Linked DNA regions of Gossypium hirsutum: regions 1 and 3 are each linked to region 2. Evidence: chromatin contacts called from public Hi-C data. All regions are on one chromosome and are shown on one strand. Each heading gives the region's core, a stretch centred on a gene start, on an enhancer-like site or on the middle of the called end of the contact. The rest is flanking DNA. Distances are from core to core; before and after follow the strand shown. Region 1 holds the start of LOC107963155 (adrenodoxin-like protein 1, mitochondrial). Region 2 holds the start of LOC107962189 (auxin response factor 7). Region 3 holds the start of LOC107962187.

Region 1 (2,700 bases), core at 16-2,515, 380 kb before region 2:
TAATTTTTTTACCTTTTAACTTATAAAAATTTTATTTTAGTCCTCAATTTAATTTTTTTATCTTTTTTAGTCTTAAAATTTATATTTTTTATCAAATAGCTCTAAAACAGATAAAAAATTAATTTTACTGACGTGAAATACAAGTAAATTACCACATAAATGACACAAAAGAATTTAATTAATTTTAAAATTTTAAAAAATATATATTAAAAATAATATTTTAAATAATTTTAATGATTTTTAATTTTAAAAATATTTTTATATAATTTTTAAATTTTTAAAAAATTAATTAAATATTGATATGTCGTCTATGTGTATTTCACGTCAGCAAAGTTAAATAATGTTAATTTTTCATTCATTTTAATATAATTTGACAAAAAAACACAAGTTTATAAGTAAAAGAAGCTTAAAAATTAAATAAAAGGTTAAAATAATTTTTTTATAAAATTAAAGGGCCAATAAATAATTATACCTTTATTTATTTTAGAATAAGCGACATCAACAATCATTTTCCTTTAGAAAACAACTTTACTTACACCGTCCAAGTATATATATATATATATATATATATATATTATTTATAAACTATAATATGCTTATTTTAAAATAGCCAAATCATCTTTCCGTTACAAAATTTATACTATTAATTGATTAATTATTTTATAATTTTTATGATTAGATAAAAAAAATAGAAAAAAAAATTAGCATAGATATGTGGCCTGAGATGTAGTTTACGTTTAATTATGATGTCTAAGGTGATGTATGATATATAAGAAAATAGAGTGATGTATAACTTAATAATTAAGTATTACTAAATTTAAATTATAATTTTTTTGACATATTGTTTAAAATTAAATAGTGAATGTAATTCGATTGTTTGATAAATATAAATTTTAAGTTATAAAAAATATTCTACATTTATCCTTAACTTTTAAATATTCCATTTTGTTTTAAACCAAATCAAAATTTAATAAAAATTAAAATAAATTATAAATAGCTATTATCTACTTATCTTTTTCACAGAAAAATTCTATTCAGTTATTTTTATTTTGTATTATCAAATATGTAAGAAATAAATCATTGAAAATATTATATTTCAATTGATTTAACTTTTTCAAAATAAGTATTAATTAAGAAGTTAGAACATGGTAAGCACGAGGGGATGTAGCTCAAATGGTAGAGCGCTAGCCTTGCATGAGAGAGGTACAGCGTTCGATCCCCCGCATCTCCACTGCAATAACATTTTATTTTCCTTTTCCTAGTGTCAAAGTTCCTTCAAACGGCGTCGTTCAATCTCTCATCTTCTACCCGGTAGTCTCTACGGCGCATATTATTCTAAAGAAACTTGTTCATCTAACCTCAGCCAACTGCCCTCGCCGGCGGCCACCATTTGCCTTCAAAACTAGTCAGAGTTTTCGTCTTAACGCGCATTAGAGATCACTGTCCCAGACCAAGTTCCAATTTCCTCTTCTCTCGTTACAAAAGGTCGCTTACTCACTTTTTTCGTTATGTCTTCTTTTCTGGAGATTTAAGTACTTGTCTATATCAATATGCAGCAGCTTAGATGAATACCCAGTTGAACTTTATTGATTAATTCGCTCTACATGCAAGTCCATTTAGACTTTGATGTGTTTGTTAAAGTTTGAAAAATTTTAGCTCTAAAGCCTTCCCCCCCTCCTCCTTAAATAGGGCCTGCTTTTCTATTTCGAGTTATGTTAATTTCTAGGCTTTGTAGAGTTGGATTTCGGGTTGCCAAGGAGCTATCAAGAGGTATACTTTTCTTTTCAATTTGACTTCATTTCTTATGGTTTGAATTTTAGTTTTATTATTTGCTATTGGCAATATTAATATTTAGAGATATTTCTAAATAAAAATGTGATACCCTTTTAGTTACTAAGTTGACAACTTGTTTTGATGATTGTGGTATAGTTTTTAGGCTCCTACAAATGCATGGTTTGTATGAAACTATCTTTTTGAGCAAGATATACACATTGCATTTTTTTTGACAGGTGGATATGCATATATGTCTAGATCAAGATATAAACAAAGGCATTGCAGTCATTACCAGTGGTCTACGGTTAGTGATGATTATTTTCTTATATTTCAATAAAAAATATATATATATATTTGGTAGTTGTTGACAATTGGCCAAGTTATCCTGCCGGTTATGACATGCTTGACCTGTAGGGAATATTGGACTGTGGAGTGTAAATGATGGAAAACATAGCAGTTTATCAGGATTAAAGTGGAAGTTTTAGTTGTGAACTCTAATGAGATTAGCTTCTTTCATGGTTAGCTAGTTATGATATCAGGAGAAGAAATGTGTTAACTATGCTAGTGAATGAGCAAATGATTTTGCTTTAGATAGTCTTGAACATATTCGTTGTTAACATAATGAAATTATTGTAGTTTTTGATGAGCTTATGATGACTTAGTGTAGATCAGTTTTCTTATGAAAGAACGGTCTCTTGTCTTGTCTACAGAAAGGAAATAGTATGGCATTGATTTTATTTTCTAAGGAGATGGAATGATTTGATTAACGTTGGTCATTGTGGCATTATTGGATTTGTCAAAGGGATAGCAAAATAGACTAATAGAGCTTAATCTTGGATGACAGTTACATTAGAAAATATGATTGAACTCAGACAAACATTTGATGAGATCTGGATACTAATAAGCTGGAGGTAACGATAGTTGCCA
Region 2 (2,700 bases), core at 193-2,692:
TTTATTTATTAATTTTTCTAAGTTAAAATTTTAAAATTTTCTTTTACCTTGGTTAAAGTTTAAATATTATATTTAGTTAATTAAAGTTGGCAAAAATTATATATATTTTAACATTATTCATGCACTGTTGCCTTATGTGTAATATTTTGGTTGATGCAATCAAAACAAACTAAAGTTTACACCGATGCAAAAAAAAGAAAGAAAGAAAGAAAGAAATGATCGTTTCAATTTATTACTGGAATTGAGTAGTATAATTGGAATCGACGTGGAACCAACTACATTGATCCGAACTATATTGATCCAAATTAAGGCCTTATTTAATATTGCTTAAAAAAATAATTTTGGCTTGAAAAACACTTTTAGAAGAAAAATTGTGTTAAACAATTTAATTTTGGCTGAATTTTTTTACTTTTTAAAAACAGTTTTGCAAAAAAAAAAACACTTTTGGTGTTTAATTATTTTTTCACCCCTCCAACAACATGATATTTTTTCTTTTTTTTTCTTGGTGTTTAATTACAAATGTGTTAAAATTATAAATTAAAAATAAAAAAAGTATTTTTTAAAATAATACAAATATGTTCATATCTAATTACAAATATTTAATGGTTATATTTAATTATTTAAAATATAGTTCATATCTAATTACAAATATTTAATGGTTATATTTAATTATTTAAAATATAGTTTATATATTCTAATTAAATTTTATAAATAATTAAAATTTATTACTTAAAAATAATTAAAATTTATATTTCATATAGTAAATTATTAACAACAAGTTGTAATAAATTATTTTTTATATATTTACTAAAATATAATAATATTAATTAATTTGAATATTATTTAAATATATATTTATTACTTGATAATATCATGTTTAAAATGAATATTTTGTTTCTTAAAAGCACGTTTTAATAGTAATACTAAACACTTATATCTTAAACTAAACTTTTCAAAAACAATGTTAAACTAACCTTTAGAAAGATAATAAGAAGAAAATAAGATATAAAATTACCAAGACAACCTCAAATGACAATTAGGGTCTCAATACTAGCAAGCTATATGAGTTGAACTCAAAAAATTTAAATTTGATTGAACTATCAGTCGAGCATTACAATGCTTTGATTCAAATAAGTAGATTTATGAAAATTTAATTACAAACAAGCTTCAACTAATCTATTGAACGAAAACTTATTGGATTAAATGAACCCCACATTTGGAGTTCAACCATGCAAAATGAGAATTGATAAGGGATCTGAACCAGACTGTTATCCTATAGTCGAGCGCCAACTATACTTATTTTCACTCCAAGGAGAACCCTTTACGCACGCCCACAAGGCCGCACGCGCGCACCTCCCAAGTCCAAAACAGTGAAAAGAAGGGTACCAACTTAAACTGTCCGCCTATTAATAGCCTAACACCACTCGCCAATTCACACGCGCAACGATTACAATTTTAATTCATTAAGTAAAAAAGAAAAAAAATCCTTACTTCCTTTAATTTACCGAAGGCCTGATTGCTTCAGAGTTCAGCCTTCACAGTCTCTTATATGTCGGCATGTTTCACAATTTATAAAAGAAAAGAAAAAAAGAAAGCTGTTTTTTGCTCTGCTTTTGCTTGGCCTTTCGCTTTGGTTCTGTGATTTCCAGGCGACAAGTGTTTTTTTTTCCTTCTCCTTGATCCCATAAAGTTTCTTTCTTTTTTTCTTTTCTTTTTTCTCGTCGGATTCTAGAAAACAGAACGATGAGCTTCAAATGAGCTGAGGAGCAGTTTTTAATGTTCCATGCAGTTAGTTCTTTACGGTTTCGGCTACTTTTAAACTGATTCAACTCTGGAATCTGATTTATTCCTTTGGAGAAGTAAATGCTTTCACGTGATTGAAAATACCCAACATTTCAAAAGCTTTTTACCAAGCTAATCAAAGCGAAAGAACAAGGTTTTTTGCCTTTGGTTTTGCTTTCTAAGTTAGGGTTTTAGTTCTTTTTTGGGATTTGTGATTTATTAATGGAAGCTCCGGCGTTTCCTTAAGCGCGTTTGTGGTGATTTTCCTACCAAGGGATGCCGCTAAAATGATTCTTCTTTGAACCGTTGTGGTTGATAGCTAAAAGACTGGAAGTAACTATATGGTGAAGAAAGTTGATTTCTTTTCTGTGTTTTGTTGGAGCATAAGAAGTGGTTGTGTTCCTTAGAGATTTTTCTTTTTGTAAAAAAAATAAAAATTATCCGAGATTGTAAACATGAAGGCTCCACCAAATGGATTTATGGCAAATTCTGCAGAAGGTCTGATTTCTCTTACTGATCCTTTTTTTTTTCTTCTTTTAGCTCTGATTCAGCTTTTTTTTTCTGGGTCGAAATAGCCTTTGGGTTCTACGCAGTCTGGGATTTTCTTGATTATTAGTTTATATATTTGGTTATTTTTCTATGTCATCCATACCCGTCTAAGTTGTTTTTAGTTTAAATAAATTATTGCTCAGTATTAGTTTTGTTTTAATGCTCTACATTTGTTCGTGTAAATTGTCATATCTCTTTTTGAGAAATCCTATAAATCCCATTTTCATAAAAATGGAAAGAAGCACTTAACAAGACTAAAAGTAAAATTTAATGTAACTGAGTGGCAACTTTCCTCATTCTAATGGGGAAAGGTTTGGGTTTGGGATCATTTATCATTTGCAAATTGAAGGTTAAAAAGAAAGAAAACAT
Region 3 (2,740 bases), core at 105-2,604, 350 kb before region 2:
AACGGAGTCCAAGCCGGTGATGACACAGACCATTACCTGTCTGAACTTAGGCGACGAGGCAAAGAAGCCATCTTCGAGTTTATAACAAGCAGTAAGAACGAACGCAAACCATCACTTGCATTGTCTACTCCTTGTTCCTTCATTGGGCCACGGAGTTGGCGCGTAAACATCACATCCCGACATCTTTATTTTGGATTCAACCCGCCACCGTTTTTTGCATCTACTATTTTTACTTCAACGTATATGAATCCGCCATTAAAGCCCAAGCTAATGAAACAAACCCCAAGTGTTCTATAAAATTACCAAGTTTACCGCCACTCGCCACCCGCGACCTTCCGTTGATCGTCCTTGCTTCAAACGTTTACCATTAGGCACTGTTGTTGTTCCAAGAACAAATAGACGTCCTCGCCGAAGACATTTAGTGCTTTGGAACACGAAGCATTAAACGCCATTGAAAAGTTCAAAACTGTTGGAATCGGACTTTTAATCTCATCTTCGTTCCTTAACTCAAAAGACCCATTGGATAATTCCTTGAGAACAGATCATTTTCAATCCGATTCAAAAGATTGCACGAAGCATTAAACGCATGTTTTTTATATTAACGCTGAGTGAACGGTAACTGCAGTTATAACCAAATAAAACAATCCTTCCACGTCTTGAAATTGAGAAACTGTGATTTTATGTCGTGATACTATCTTTTTATGTTACTTTTTTTTTTATTGAAAATGGACAATGATATTATGAAATAGTTTCATATTATCAATTTCTTTTTAAAATTTGAGTGGAGGGCCCAAGGGAGGAGATATTTTCCATACTTAAGTCATATATACAGGAAGGGTAAATTACTTAAGTCCAAATTACAACTTTTTAGAAGTTTACAAAAATAACTATTAAATTATTAAATTTTTTTTATCTAAATCATTTAATTATTAAAATTATTATTGTATTATCTTTTCTGTTCACATTGTTTCTACTAATAGAATGTTTTTTTTTCTCTTTCTCTTTTATAAATTAATATTTTTATTAAACTATTTTGAGTATCATGAATTTAAATTAAAATTTAAATAATTTAGTAATTTAAATAAAAATTTTAAAATAATTGAATGATTTAAATAAAATTTTTTAAATAATTTAATAAATTATTTAATAATATTTTAAAATAAAATAATTAAAATATAAATTTACTAATAATTTAATTAACTTTTCATTACAATTTACCCTAGAAATCGTTATATATTCTGCTGCAGTAAACGAATGGTCAGCTTTTTACGAGAAGGGCAAGGGACGGTAAATATCAACCCTCCTGATTTCACACCTGCCCATGTTTTTTAATTGGGTATAAGTAAATGGATCAATCTTAGCAAATTAGCATCTCCATTAATCTCCTCAACTTGCTCTCTCCATCTATGGCCTAGCTTTCTTTGTCGTGTTCTCTTTCTCCTCTACGTTACCATTTCTATAGGCCTCTGATTTTTAGTTTCCCTTATAAAACACAGAAACAGAACCAAGACTAGAATATCTTCAGACAGCCGAATTTTAGAGTTGGCGGACCAAACAAAAATGAATCAGGTGTTGGAATCTCCACTCGAAGCTTTGGCATTTAACTATGTGAGTTTTGGGATTTTCACGGTTATTCATAATCTGTGGACGTGGATTGCTGTTCTCACTGCTGCGGTTAGTTTTTGGAGGATAAGAGCCGTCGTCGGCGCCTCCGTTCAAAGTAATGACCAGAAGCTCTCGGTGTCTATTTCTGATCGTGCCCATGATGAGTCTCGACCGATTCTCGGCGCCGATGAAAAGCCGACCCCTTCAGCTTCAGTTTCAACTCCCCCGGCCCCTCCAGCTTCCGTCTCAGAAACAAGCGGTTCGCAGTTGGTGACCAAAGGAGGAAAAATCAAGTTGACTGTTTATTACGTGGATGATGACGTAGACGTCGACGGTGGGATGACGGTAACGGAATGGAGTGACGGTGGTGAAGGGAGGTGCTGCGGGGAGTGGTGGGAGAGTTGGGAAAGAGTGTTGAGGTTGAGGAAAGGGGAAGCAGGGTGGTACCGTTATCAGGATTTGACGGCGTTAAACGGCAACGTTGTTAGGTTATGGGATGAATCATGCAGGAGGTGGTGAAGAAGGTAAAGCTGAAGCTGTGCTGTAATGGCGGTTGGTGGTGGTGGCATTTTAGGAATTTAATGTAGATGGTATAATGTTTTTAATTGTTTTTCCTTTTAATTATTTGTGTTAATGACATTGGGTTTAAGGTTGGGGATACTTGTAAATATATTTGTCGGAAATAACAAGCTTTAGAAAATCCAAAAGCAAATGCTTCTAAGGTTACAATAATTTTCCTACTCTTTGCTAATTATTTAGCATTATCAGATATTATGAAATATTATAACCCAAATTTAATTTGATTTTAGGGGCCTAAGTCTCTCTTGAATTTGGAAGTTAACATAAGAATAATATTACATTTTAATAGTTAATTGACTAAACTATAAGATGATAATTTAACAAACAAAATGTAAATAACTCAATTTTTAGTTGTACTAAAGCTAAAATAATTTTATAATTTGAATAGTCCAGTAATTTAGAAAGCGAGAGCATCTCGGAAGTGGTCACCTAAGGAAATAGTAGTCATTAATTCTGGTATCAAAATTATATATGATTTGAAGTATAATATTGGGGCAACACTGATGATGTTAAGGAATTCTGGAATTAATAAGTTAAAGTGAACACATAAATTGGT

Evidence for each region. A called contact is a pair of places that touch in the nucleus more often than the background predicts.
Region 1: a contact with region 2 is called in a Hi-C map of leaf, with 2.6 times the contacts expected there. The contact joins the promoter of LOC107963155 here to the promoter of LOC107962189 in region 2. A contact is called at or near these places in 6 of 34 Hi-C or Micro-C datasets (hypocotyl, leaf and seedling).
Region 3: a Hi-C map of leaf shows a contact between it and region 2, with 2.3 times the contacts expected there. The contact joins the promoter of LOC107962187 here to the promoter of LOC107962189 in region 2. A contact is called at or near these places in 14 of 34 Hi-C or Micro-C datasets (callus, hypocotyl, leaf and 2 more).

The regions. Positions count from the first base shown.
Region 1 is chrA06:22,704,768-22,707,467 of Gossypium_hirsutum_v2.1, reverse strand. LOC107963155 (adrenodoxin-like protein 1, mitochondrial) reads left to right here and starts at 1,265. Exons shown (of 8, transcript XM_041115932.1): 1 at 1,265-1,770; 2 at 2,010-2,077.
Region 2 is chrA06:22,325,805-22,328,504 of Gossypium_hirsutum_v2.1, reverse strand. LOC107962189 (auxin response factor 7) reads left to right here and starts at 1,442. Exons shown (of 13, transcript XM_016898489.2): 1 at 1,442-2,280. The coding sequence starts at 2,238.
Region 3 is chrA06:22,678,351-22,681,090 of Gossypium_hirsutum_v2.1, reverse strand. It overlaps LOC107962187, which reads left to right and starts at 1,354. Exons shown (of 1, transcript XM_041115568.1): 1 at 1,354-2,317. The coding sequence starts at 1,561. The coding sequence ends at 2,124.